Regions from separate parts of the Mus musculus genome. Here region 2 is linked to region 1. A link is a contact called in public promoter capture Hi-C data. All regions are on one chromosome and are shown on one strand. The core of a region is the stretch at or near the end of the contact, and the rest is flanking DNA. Distances in the headings are between cores, read along the strand shown.

Region 1 (5,387 bases), core at 1,391-3,890:
ATCTCCATTTTGCTGGTCCCTAACCTCCAACATCCAACTTTAGGGCGTGTGTGGCTCTCTGGCTACCTGGACTGCATGCCCACCCCTACCCTCACTTCACAGCTGAGAAAACAGACGCAGCAACTAACCTAAGCAAGATGGGAAGTGAAGGTCCCTGGAAGTGAGACCCTGAGGACGCATGGTGTCCACCCACCTAAGGACCCTACAGATTTTACGTAGGGTTTAGGAGGGCAAGTCCTTGGGGCTCTCCTATCTTGTACATGAAATGCCCCAGCGATAGAAGCTAGAATCCACCCCCCCCAAAAAAAATTCTTGCTGTCATCCCTGTTGAAGAAAGCTGGGCGCTGGGTGCATCTGGAATTGTCTCCATACATAAAAAGCAGCACCAAGCAGCTCACACTGGTCCCTTTGAGTCCCACCCTGGTACGACCAAGAGGGCCTGGAGTCTTCTCCCTGAGCTTTGCCGGGCAGGCAAACACTGGCAAAAGCCTTGTCTGCCTGAAGCAGTGATGACCAGGAGTTGGCAGGAGCCATGGGCAAGCTCCTCACCACGATGATAGAAAGCAACGTATAGCCTTATAACATCCCAAGCCTTCTCTGGGGAAGCAATAGTGGCTGGCTTCTTGACCTCCCACGGAGAGGAGATGGAGTGAGTAAATGCAAACCAGGAACAGTTGCACGCTGGGAACTTTCAGATGTGCCCAGCACCTAGGAAGAGGAAACATTTGCACTGGTGTACAAGGGCCCTTCAATATGGATGGGTGCAGGGGTGCAGGGGTGCAGGGTGTGGAGTCTAAGAAAAGGACACAGACACAGAGAAACCCGAAGACTTGGCTGTCACTAGGGGAAAGGTTCACCTCAGCACCCAGTGCTAAAGACAGAGTGCCCAGGATCAGTGATGAGCTGACCACAGTGACAGGGTGGAGGCCCCGCTTGCTCCACCAGCCTCTCCTTCCTGGTGTGAGTACAAAGATGTTTATGAACAGACAGAGACTGAGAGGAGAATAATGCCTCTTGTGTTCTGCAATGTTCCAGGCACTGTTTCTATCTCCCATTTACTCTCATTACAGTCTATAAAACAGATACGACGATCCCATCACAGAGAGGAATGCCAGCCAGAGGAGCCCAGAACTGCAGAGCCAGCACCCACATCAGGTCTGCCTCCACCCAGGGCTATGTCTTTCTAGCCTAGTGTAGGTACCTGTCCCCACCCATCCCAGGCTTGGCTTATAGGTGACCTTTCCAGAGATTACCCAAGTTCAGGTATGTCCACTGGAAAAGCCCACCTTCCCCACAGTGACAGACCAGTCTGATCAGGAGGGCCTAAACCTTTCTTCTACTTTCCGTGCATTGCTGAGCAGCTCTTTGAGGACCTTTGAGGAGAATTTAGGAAGGACCTACCACTGCCGAACAGGTGACACCTTCTCTTTCCTCTTTAAAGAGCTCAAAGAAGTCCAGCAATATGGCTTAATGACAAAGAGTTTGCCTCATATGCATGAAGCCCATCCCTTGCGCCAAAATTAAAACAAAACAAAAAGCTTTAATAAATTCTCATTTAGTGGGATGGGGGAAATGTATGTGTACAGATATGTGCTTTGTATACACACTGTGCATACATGCATGAACACATCTGTGCTCGTGTGGACTGAAGCAGGAAGACACACAAGGAGAGCCCTTCCTTCCTCTGGAAGGGGCGGCTGTTAAATCTCTGTAGTTGTGCCTTTGGAGTCAGAGCCTGCACCTGCCCTTCCTGCTTAAGTAAGAAGCTGAGCAGTGATGCTTGAAGGTGCCTCTCAGGCCACCCCAAGTCACCGAGCCTATCAAAGGGCCCACCTTGGAGGAGGGATGGGACTTCCCATTTTCCCAGGATCAGGCTGAGGAAGGTAGGTTTCTCCTACTGGGGAAGCAAACCAGCCAGCTAGCTAAGAGAGCGCACACCTGAGAAAGGAGGGCCCACACCCAGCAGGCAACCCTCCTTAGCTTCCTTTGCTGAGTCCACAGCAAGCTGCCCGACTTTCCTGAGATGTCCGGGTGCAATTTCCCCCCACAAAAAAAGGCGTTTCCATAGGCACTTTAGGAGGAGCTAATGAGACACCCCCTTCCCCAACCGTCCTCCAGGCCAGCTTGCCCATTGTCCCTTTGTCAAAATCAACAGAAGTCAAGGGCACTCTGTGCCCAGAGAAGGGTCTTTAGAAGGGCTGGGGAGGGCCATGAACAAAAAGGGTCTGTGGCGAACCGCACTCCTACGTGGCTCAAGTTGGTTGGGAGGACAGCGTACGGCACAGTCAAAAGCGGGTCCCTTCAGTCGCCGCGAGGCCACAGGGTGCAGAGGCAGGATCCCCCTCAAGACTGTCACCCTCCACCTGGAACCGGCCCCGCGGGTCTGCACCGCAGGCTGCCGTACCTCCCGGGGCGAGCCGCCAAGATCAGCTTGATCCGTGGGCTCCGAGCCCGCGGTGGGGACACCTGCGCCTATTAGGGCGCACGGAGGCCTCGGAGGGAGGGGGATCGGGGTACCTTCTGGATGCGTCCATCGATGTCTAGGTAGATGGCCTTGGGCCGGTAGCTTGAGGAGCCGGCCCCCATCGCGCCCGCAGCTGCACTTGGACTTTTTCACCTTACTTTCTCGCCGCGGCCGCCGCGCCGGGAGGGCGGGGGCGGGGGGAGGGGCGGGGGCGGCCAGCCAACCAGAGCTGGCAGCTCGCGGCCTCCACACGCCCCTCCTCCCACGGCGCTGGCCCGCCCCGCCCTTCCATCCCCTCCTCTCCCTTCCCTTCCCTTCTTCAATCCCTCCCCTTCTCCATCCTCCTCCTTTCTCTCCAAGGCTCCTCCCAAACGCCTCTCCCCCTCCTCACTCATGCTCAGCTCCTTCGTCCCCACCCTTTCTCCTCACTCTCCCATGTCTGCCCCCTCCCTCCCAGCCTTTCCCCCATTATTCCTGTCTCCCAGGCTCTCCTCTTTCTCCCTCCCACCTCCTCCTGCTTTCTCTGCCCACCTTCCTCTATTCCGTTCTCTCGCCCCTTCTTTTCCTTCCCCTACCCTGCTTCCCTTTCTGCCACCTTTTCCCTTCCCCCTCTCCCCTTCTTTCTCCCTTTTCCTCACCTAGGGTCCCTTCCCACTCTCTCATCTCTCTTCCCCACCTCCCTCCTCCGGCCCTCTCTTTCTTTTCTATCCCTCCCCATCCCCTCCCCTCCCCATCTTCTCCTTTGATTCCTGTCACCTTGACAGCCTGTTTCTAAGGTCCCCTTCATACATGCCCACTGTGCCCTTTAGGGTGATCAGAGATCACCCCTATAGACAGACACCAGTCAGTTAACAGCAGTCATTGGGCTGAGAGCTGTGGCTGTGGCCCAAAGTGCTGGGAAATCAGCTCTCCCTCCCCCCTACTACACCCTCCCCTTTTACACACCCCCATCCTGCAGTAAAGGCCACCCTCACTTAATTTGAATCGGAAGTGGGGAAAGTTCCTTCCCCAAGCAGCCTGTGCATTCCTGGAAGGGCCGGGAAGGCTGTTTCCCTCCACCTGGAGTTGACCGGGCAGCCCCGTTCCTGCCCTTTAAGCAGAGGGAAGGTTGCCCAGTCAACTATCTGTTAGATGCAGCACTTCCCTTACCAACGCCCCCACAACACTCACATATACTTTTGCTATTTTTCATGGGGATTGGGGGGCACATGGTAAGCCTGAAGGGAGAGAATTTCAGGTCTCCTTGGCCTCTGGACACAAATGACTCTCTGGGGCTTTCCTTGTGGGAACAGCTGGAGGAGGGGCTCTGCTGCTTGTTGCTCTTGGAAGCCGCTGTCAAACCGCTGGAGAAGGCGCCTATTGTTTGTCTTGAGTGGATTTCCAGCCACACTGCCCATCTGCTGCTGTCTGGCTTGTGCTGGCTGAGAATGCCTGGGGCTCCTTATCCTATGGGCCTGAGAGGAACCAGCCTCACCAAACAGCCTGGTCCATGGCCTTTTCCTTCCCTCATTTGGCCTTTCTGGTTTTCACCTGGTGGATGGTCATTGGCCTTGCCAAAATGCTCCAGCGCTATTGGAGTCCAGAGCAGGGATGAAGCCGGGGACTTCCAAAAGCAGCATGCATTAGAAGCATAGATACCCTTACTCTCCTCCGCTGGGAGAGACCCAAAAGCAGCAGCCCGTATCCCCGAGGATGTAGGAGGCTTGGGATCCCTGCTACGCCCACTCTGAGGACTCACAAGGTGAAGGAGATAGCCATCTTCCACCTACAGGCTGTCTAGCCCCTGATCACCTTGATGGTTCTAATCCACCCTGGCTGTCTGGGGCCCCTGCCCACTCCCCTAGTATAGCTAAGTAGCCCTAGACAAAGCTTGGCAGTTGAGAATTACTTAAAAGTGACTGGAGTTTTGAGGGTGATGGCACACAGGGCTTTAAGGTGGGGTCTGACACATCTGGATGGTTACAGCTAGATATCTGACTTACAGTAGTGATCTGGTGTCCCCAGAAAACCAAGCTGGTGTTTGTTGTTAGATGAGCCAATGCTATTGGAACTGATGGACAGCCTGTTGTTAGGGCCACCCTGTGCTCTTGTACAGCCTGCTGGGGAGAGCTCTCCACGTGGCCTTTGGGTTTCTTCTCCAAACCTTGCTGTCATCTGGCCTAGTCTTCTGGAACTGGTTCCTTCAAGACCAGATATTTGTCCCCCCAACCCCCACCCCACCCCCGTACAGCTGACCTGAAGCTTGGAGGGTGTGGCTCTGCATGTCTCATACTGTGGGTGTTGGGCACCAGGCAGGTTGGCCCTTCCAAAGGCTAGCTAGCTCTGTCGTCAGAATAACAATCACACCTAATCTTATTTTGCATTATGCAGCTTTCCTCTCAGGAGACCTCTGAACAGACACTTAGTCACCGAGGCAGCAACTGTTACCCAAAGGGGAACGAACACTTGCCCTGTTCCCATTTCCCCCCTGGAACTATGGCTTCTCCTTCACCAATGACTTCTGTATTCAGAACTGTTGCAGGTATTGGGGGGGGGCCTCAGGGGGTATGGAGGTGAGCAAAATTACCAATATCCCTGGGTGAGAAGCATCTTAGAGGTAAGACTCGATGAATAAAACAGAAACACAGGTTATTGAGTAATATCTCATGCCAAAGAGAAAAGTCTTTAGAGAAAGGGAAAAAATGTGGGGACACAGAAGCTGGACTTAACAGGTCACTTGGTCAGCTGGTTACCGGAGTGAAGAGCCTTCCAGCAAACAGTGGCCTCACTCCAAGATCTTGCTCAGGAGGCCAGCAGGATTAGGACCGAGTCACAGGGGGTGGGGGCAGGCTACAGGGCAGACAGGTTCCAATGGCAGCTCCTGTGGCTCCCACAGGTGACTCTAGGTTGCTGTGTATCTATCCGATACAACGTCGTGGGAAGG
Region 2 (5,387 bases), core at 1,813-4,312, 780 kb before region 1:
GTCCAACCTTTACTCCTTCCTTATTTCTCCCCTGCAATACACAGGGCCAGGAGTCTCCTAGACCCCAGTTCAAATCTGAGCTCTAAATGCCTACACAGTGAGTTCCAGGCCACTCAAGGGTACATACTGAGACCTTGTCTCAACATACACCCTCATAAAAAGAGAAGACAGCCACAGGATTCTATTTATATGGAATACTATACTGAGGGCTGAGAGAGATGGCACACAGCCAAGCCTGATGACTTGAGTTTGATTCCAAACCCACGTGGTAGAGGGGAAGAACTGACTCCTACAAGTGGTCCTCTGACCCCCGCACAGATGCTGTGCATGCCCCACAACCCTAGGAACAAATACAATCATAGAAAATAAATGTCCAGAGCAAGCAAAGCCACAAATGCAGGGAGCTGGTGGCAGGGATATTAACAAGATCCCTTTTCCAGGATAATGGAATGTCTTGGAGCTAGAGAGGTCATAACTGAGAATATATTAAGTGGCACTGAATTGCAAACATCAAAATCTCAAATATGTACATTTATATAATATAAATTATACCTCAACTTAAAAATAATCAAGAATCAGGTGTGGTGGTGCACAGTGCATGAGCATAGGAGACCTCAAAAATGGCCCCACAGTGACACACTTCCTCAAACCAACAAGGCCACATCTCCTAATGGTGCCACTCCTTATGAACCAAACACTCAAATACATGAATAGGAAGCTATTCCTATTCAAGCCACCACACTGCGCTTGGCAGCACATGCCTACAGTCTCAGTATTAGGGAGTTGGAGGTATATTCAAGATCTCAAGGTCAGTCCGGACTACACTGTGAGTTCAAGGGGAGTCCGAGCTGCATTCAAAGACCCTGTGTCAAAACAAGGGGAGTGGCTGATTTGGTAGAGTAGTTGGTCAACATGCTCAAGGCCCTAGGCATCATCACAGCACTGCAAAATAAATAAACAGAATATTGAGATAAGAGGAAGAAAACGTCACCAACTCAGCCTAAGCCGTGAAAGTTTAATACCACCGATACTAGGAAAAGATGGCAGGTACCCTGATAATATGCCCTGGGAAGGATACGGGGATTCTGCCAAAGACGCATAAAGTTAATCTTGTAGAACTCGCAGGTCATTGCAGGTCCAAGAGGCACTCTTTCAAACAACTGACCTCAAACTAAGGCTGAGGTGAAGATCTGGGATCCAGTCTTCGGTCCACAAAGAAGCTATAAGGGATGTTATTCGGAATAACCATAAAACTTTGAGTAGAAACTTGGGTGAGGACTGGAGATGTGGTTACATGGTAGAGTGTCTCCCTTACACACTGGAAACCCCAGGTTCTGGCCCCAGCATCACAAAAATCAGGCATGGAAGCTCATACCCTTAATCCTAGCACTGGGAGGCAAAGCCAGGAAGACTGGGACTTCTAGGTCATTCTGGTTTCAGTAAGTTCAAGGCCAGTCTGGGTTGCACGAGACTCTGCCTGAAAAGGAGAAGCCCCCAAAGTAGGACAACAACGAAGTGGGCCTGAAAGACTGTTCAGTTGTTAAGAGAGCAGCAGCAGCAGCAGGAGGATCTGATTTCAGATTCCAGTTGTCTCATGTAACAAGCTGGCTATTCCACAAATGACCATAACTCCAGCTTTGAGGGGTGCAGTGCCTTCCCTGGTCTCTGCATATGCAGGTACTCACACTAGTGCACACACACACACACACACACACACACACACACACACACACACACACAGAGAAACACACACACACAAATAAATCTTTAAAAAGTGTATCCGTGACTGTCCTGGAATTTGCTAGGTAGACCAGGCTGGCTTTGAATTCACAGATCTATCTGCCTTTGCCTCTGGAGACCGTGTGAACCATGACATCTTCCCCAATTAACAAAAATACACTTATTTATTATGTAGCCAGTTGGGGGGGGGGGCGCGGCAGGGAGGGGAGATGGGCCCTCTACAATGTAGAGATCAGAGGACAACTTGTGGAAGTTGTTCTCTCCTCCCACTACAGGAGTGTCTGTGTATGCCCTTCCAGGATTATATGGGTCCTCTGTTTCAGTCCTTTGGTCTCCTAGTGATGGAGATGTTCAAGAACGGCACCCTTCACCCGACTCCTGAGATTTCCCCTGAATGCACCTCTAGAGCTTCCATTCTCACTTCACACAGAGGGAGTGTTCAGAGCCTTTGCAGGTCTCCTGGATGTAAAACTCAGTGAATGGCAACGAAATGATAGGCCTCATGGTAAAACCATGTAGAGTGTGGGATGTGCTAGGAGCTGGTGTGGATTTTTTTTACAAAGTATTTTATCTTATTTCTTGCGCACATAAGCGTGTGTGTGTGTGTGTGTGTGTGTGTGTGTGCGCGCGCGTGCGTGCAAGCATTCGAGCACAGTGTGTGTAGGAGTGCATGTGTATCACGGGGTACATGTGGCAGTCAGAAGACAATGTATGTGTTGGTTTTTTTATTTTAGCATGGGAGGCCCAGGAATTGAACTCGGGTGTCTGTGATTGGCAGCAAGCACCTTTCCCTCTTCGGTAGACCTTTGTGATCTTCACATTGTAGGAGAGCTGCACACAGGTACATGAGACTCATATCCACGAAACCCCTGGCCAGATTGTAAATGCTGCCCGCCCGGGTTTGTGGCGCAGTTGGAGCCTGAGTTTTGAGGTGATTGATGTTTAGTGTCCCCATGAAACTTCTATATGGTTTGCATGGGTGCGGCTACTTTTGTTCATTGGCCTCTCTACACCCAGGTTTAGAGGGTTTGGAGTCAGGGGTGTTTGCGTTTGTGTCATGACTGTGTGTGTGAGCCCTGGCTTTGGTTGTGTGCTGGAGGATAAGGATGGATGTGCTCACGAGCTGGATACCTGTCACGTCACGCAGGTTAAGCCCGCATCTCTTGTGGCAGACCTGAGTGTACCGAGGTCTGCAAGTCCCAGGCTTGGCGGGTAGAAGGGTCGGACCCCAGGAGGCCGGGCAGGGGGCGGGGGCGCTCAGAGCCGGCCCCGGGGCGGGGCGAGCCGCCCAGGCCTGGGGGCGGGGCAGCCCGACAGCCTCACTTCGGCGAAGTTGGCGGCGCGGAGGCTGGCCCGGGACGTGCCCGGAGCCCTGGGAAAGAGGGAGGAGGGAGGAGGGAGGGTCGTGGCCGGCCGCCATGGGGCTGGGGGCCCGGGGCCGCCGCCGCCGTCGTCGCCTGATGGCCTTGCCACCGCCACCACCGCCCATGCGGGCGCTGCCCCTGCTGCTGCTGCTAGCGGGGCTGGGGGCTGCAGGTGAGGGATCAGGGACTCGGAGGGTGGGACTGGGGTTGCAGGGGCGGGGAAGCAAAAAAAAAAAAGTATATATATATATATATATATTCTCCTAAGTTTGGAATTTAGAGGACCTGCCCCCCCAGGATTAAAGCCGGGGCAGAGATGCAGCAGCTGGGGGTGTGTATCAGTCATGGGGTTCGCACAGATTCATGATGGGAAGGCAGGATCCTAGAGGCCCAAGGAATCGAGACCCTTGAATGAATCAAGAGTCCAAGAGTAGGAGCTGGAGTTGTGGGAATCTGGGGCTGAAATTCGGAAGCGAGGTGTACCAAAAGTTTCAGGCTCACCCCATCCTACTTCTGCCTGGAGTCCTGGGAAGGTTAGGATGGGGGCTCAAGGACCCCCCAAGGCCTAGGACCCCTTGCACAAAAGCGCCTCCCCTATCCCGGGCGGGCCGTGAAGGGGGGGGGGGGACAAGGAGGGGGCGCGGAGTTCTCGGAGCTCTGAACTCGGAGAAAACGTCTCATGTTGGAGAGCTGCAAGACCCGGCGCTGGAGCGCGAGAAGCAGGAGCTGGAGCCCTTGCGAAGCCCGCGCCCCCTCCCCCGCGTGCCGCCCGATCCCTCTTCAGGCCGCCGGGATCCCGTAGTCTCGGGACCCCGTCTCTGTGCCGGGAGGAGAAGGGGCGAGGTCCACGTGCTCATCTCCAGCTTCTGGGCCCCCATCCCTGTGGCCGCAGCCCCTCCCCAGCATGCCTGGGCCCCCCTCCCCTCTTCCTCCACTCTGAGCTCCCCTCCCCCGCTCGGGACAATGGCTTCGCCGTCTAGACACCCCCTCCCCCCGGCCGGCCTCACGCTTTCTTTGCCAGACAAAGCGGGACCCACGAAGGGCCAGAGCGGGGACTGAGGGGGCGCCCCCACCCCTGCCCCGGGAGGCCTGATCAGCGGGGGAGGGGCATAGGCAGTTGGCTGTGGCCAGGGGTTCTAGGGCTCCTATGGTGGGACTCAGTGCTGGGCCGGGTGAGAGTTGCATAGAGAGTGGCTTAGCCTCTAGGCTCTACTAGGCAGGACTGGGCAGGAGCCACCGCCCCCGCGGGGCCAGTGCAGACTCATGGCCTGTCACACATAGAAAGGGAAAAAAATGCATGTGCACAGGTTTAGTACAGCCATAGATGCACACTTGGCACACACAAGACACACCTATGTGTTTGCTGCTCACATGTTGATGTGCATTCAGGCATAGGTCACCCAAGACCTGCTAGGCATTCATGTTCAAGGTCACATTTATAGCTGCCAATCCATGACCCAGACAAGCACACCAGTGGCCACACAGCTGTATGCTTGAATACTGCTGTTCATATAGATGGATGCACAGTGCATGCAGCTCGTGTGCACATGGTGTACAAGGCTATGCTGTTTGAAGATACCAGCATGGTACCAAGCACATGCACTATTAGTCACTATTAGTAATATAGTGGCCTAATACACAGACTGTCACACAAACTCACAGGCATATGTACACACACACACACACACACACAGAGCTCACATGGTTGTGTTCTCCCCCCCCCCCATACAGCTTCTAGTGTGATGTCACAAAATTGAATAGGTCCTTCATTCTTAACTCATCCTTTTACTGTCTCTGTTTTTTTTTTTTTTTTTTTTTTTTTTTTTTTTTTGGTTGGTTTCTCCTTTCAGTTTCTGTCTGTCCCTATTTCTCAATTCTCCCCCAATCTCCTTTCCTTCTCTCTCTGAGGAACAAAACTTCTACAGGGGCCCACACCTGTCTGAGCACATAATTCTCCACCAGCTCAGACCTGGCCACACCTCTCACCATCTGGCAAGACTGCCACACCCAAAGTGGGATACAACCCTGAGGGATGGGGACACTGGACAGGGCAGCACATATCTTGCACCAGTTCTCTCCCTTACACTCCATAGCCTATCCATCTAGTACCCAAAACCACCTCTCTATGGCTGCTGTTGGTTCCTCCTAGGTGTACGCTTTGCCTACTCTTTCAAGAGCTAGCAGGGACTACAGTAGACACAGGCTCAACACTGCCTGCCTTCTCCATCTACCCAAGACATGGGCTTGAAGCTGCAGATCCCCTTTAACACTCAGCATCTTTAC

Evidence for each region. Promoter capture Hi-C pulls out the DNA fragments that hold promoters and counts their contacts.
Region 2: a promoter capture Hi-C map of embryonic stem cells shows a contact between it and region 1, with 4 times the contacts expected there. The contact joins the promoter of Notch3 here to the promoter of Pde9a in region 1. A contact is called at or near these places in 2 of 39 promoter capture datasets (embryonic stem cells and liver).

Annotation. Positions count from the first base shown.
Region 1 is chr17:31,383,487-31,388,873 of GRCm38.p6, reverse strand. It overlaps Pde9a (phosphodiesterase 9A), which reads right to left and starts at 2,640. Exons shown (of 19, transcript NM_008804.4): 1 at 2,518-2,640. The coding sequence starts at 2,586.
Region 2 is chr17:32,164,565-32,169,951 of GRCm38.p6, reverse strand. It overlaps Notch3 (notch 3), which reads left to right and starts at 3,062. Exons shown (of 33, transcript NM_008716.3): 1 at 3,062-3,276. The coding sequence starts at 3,159.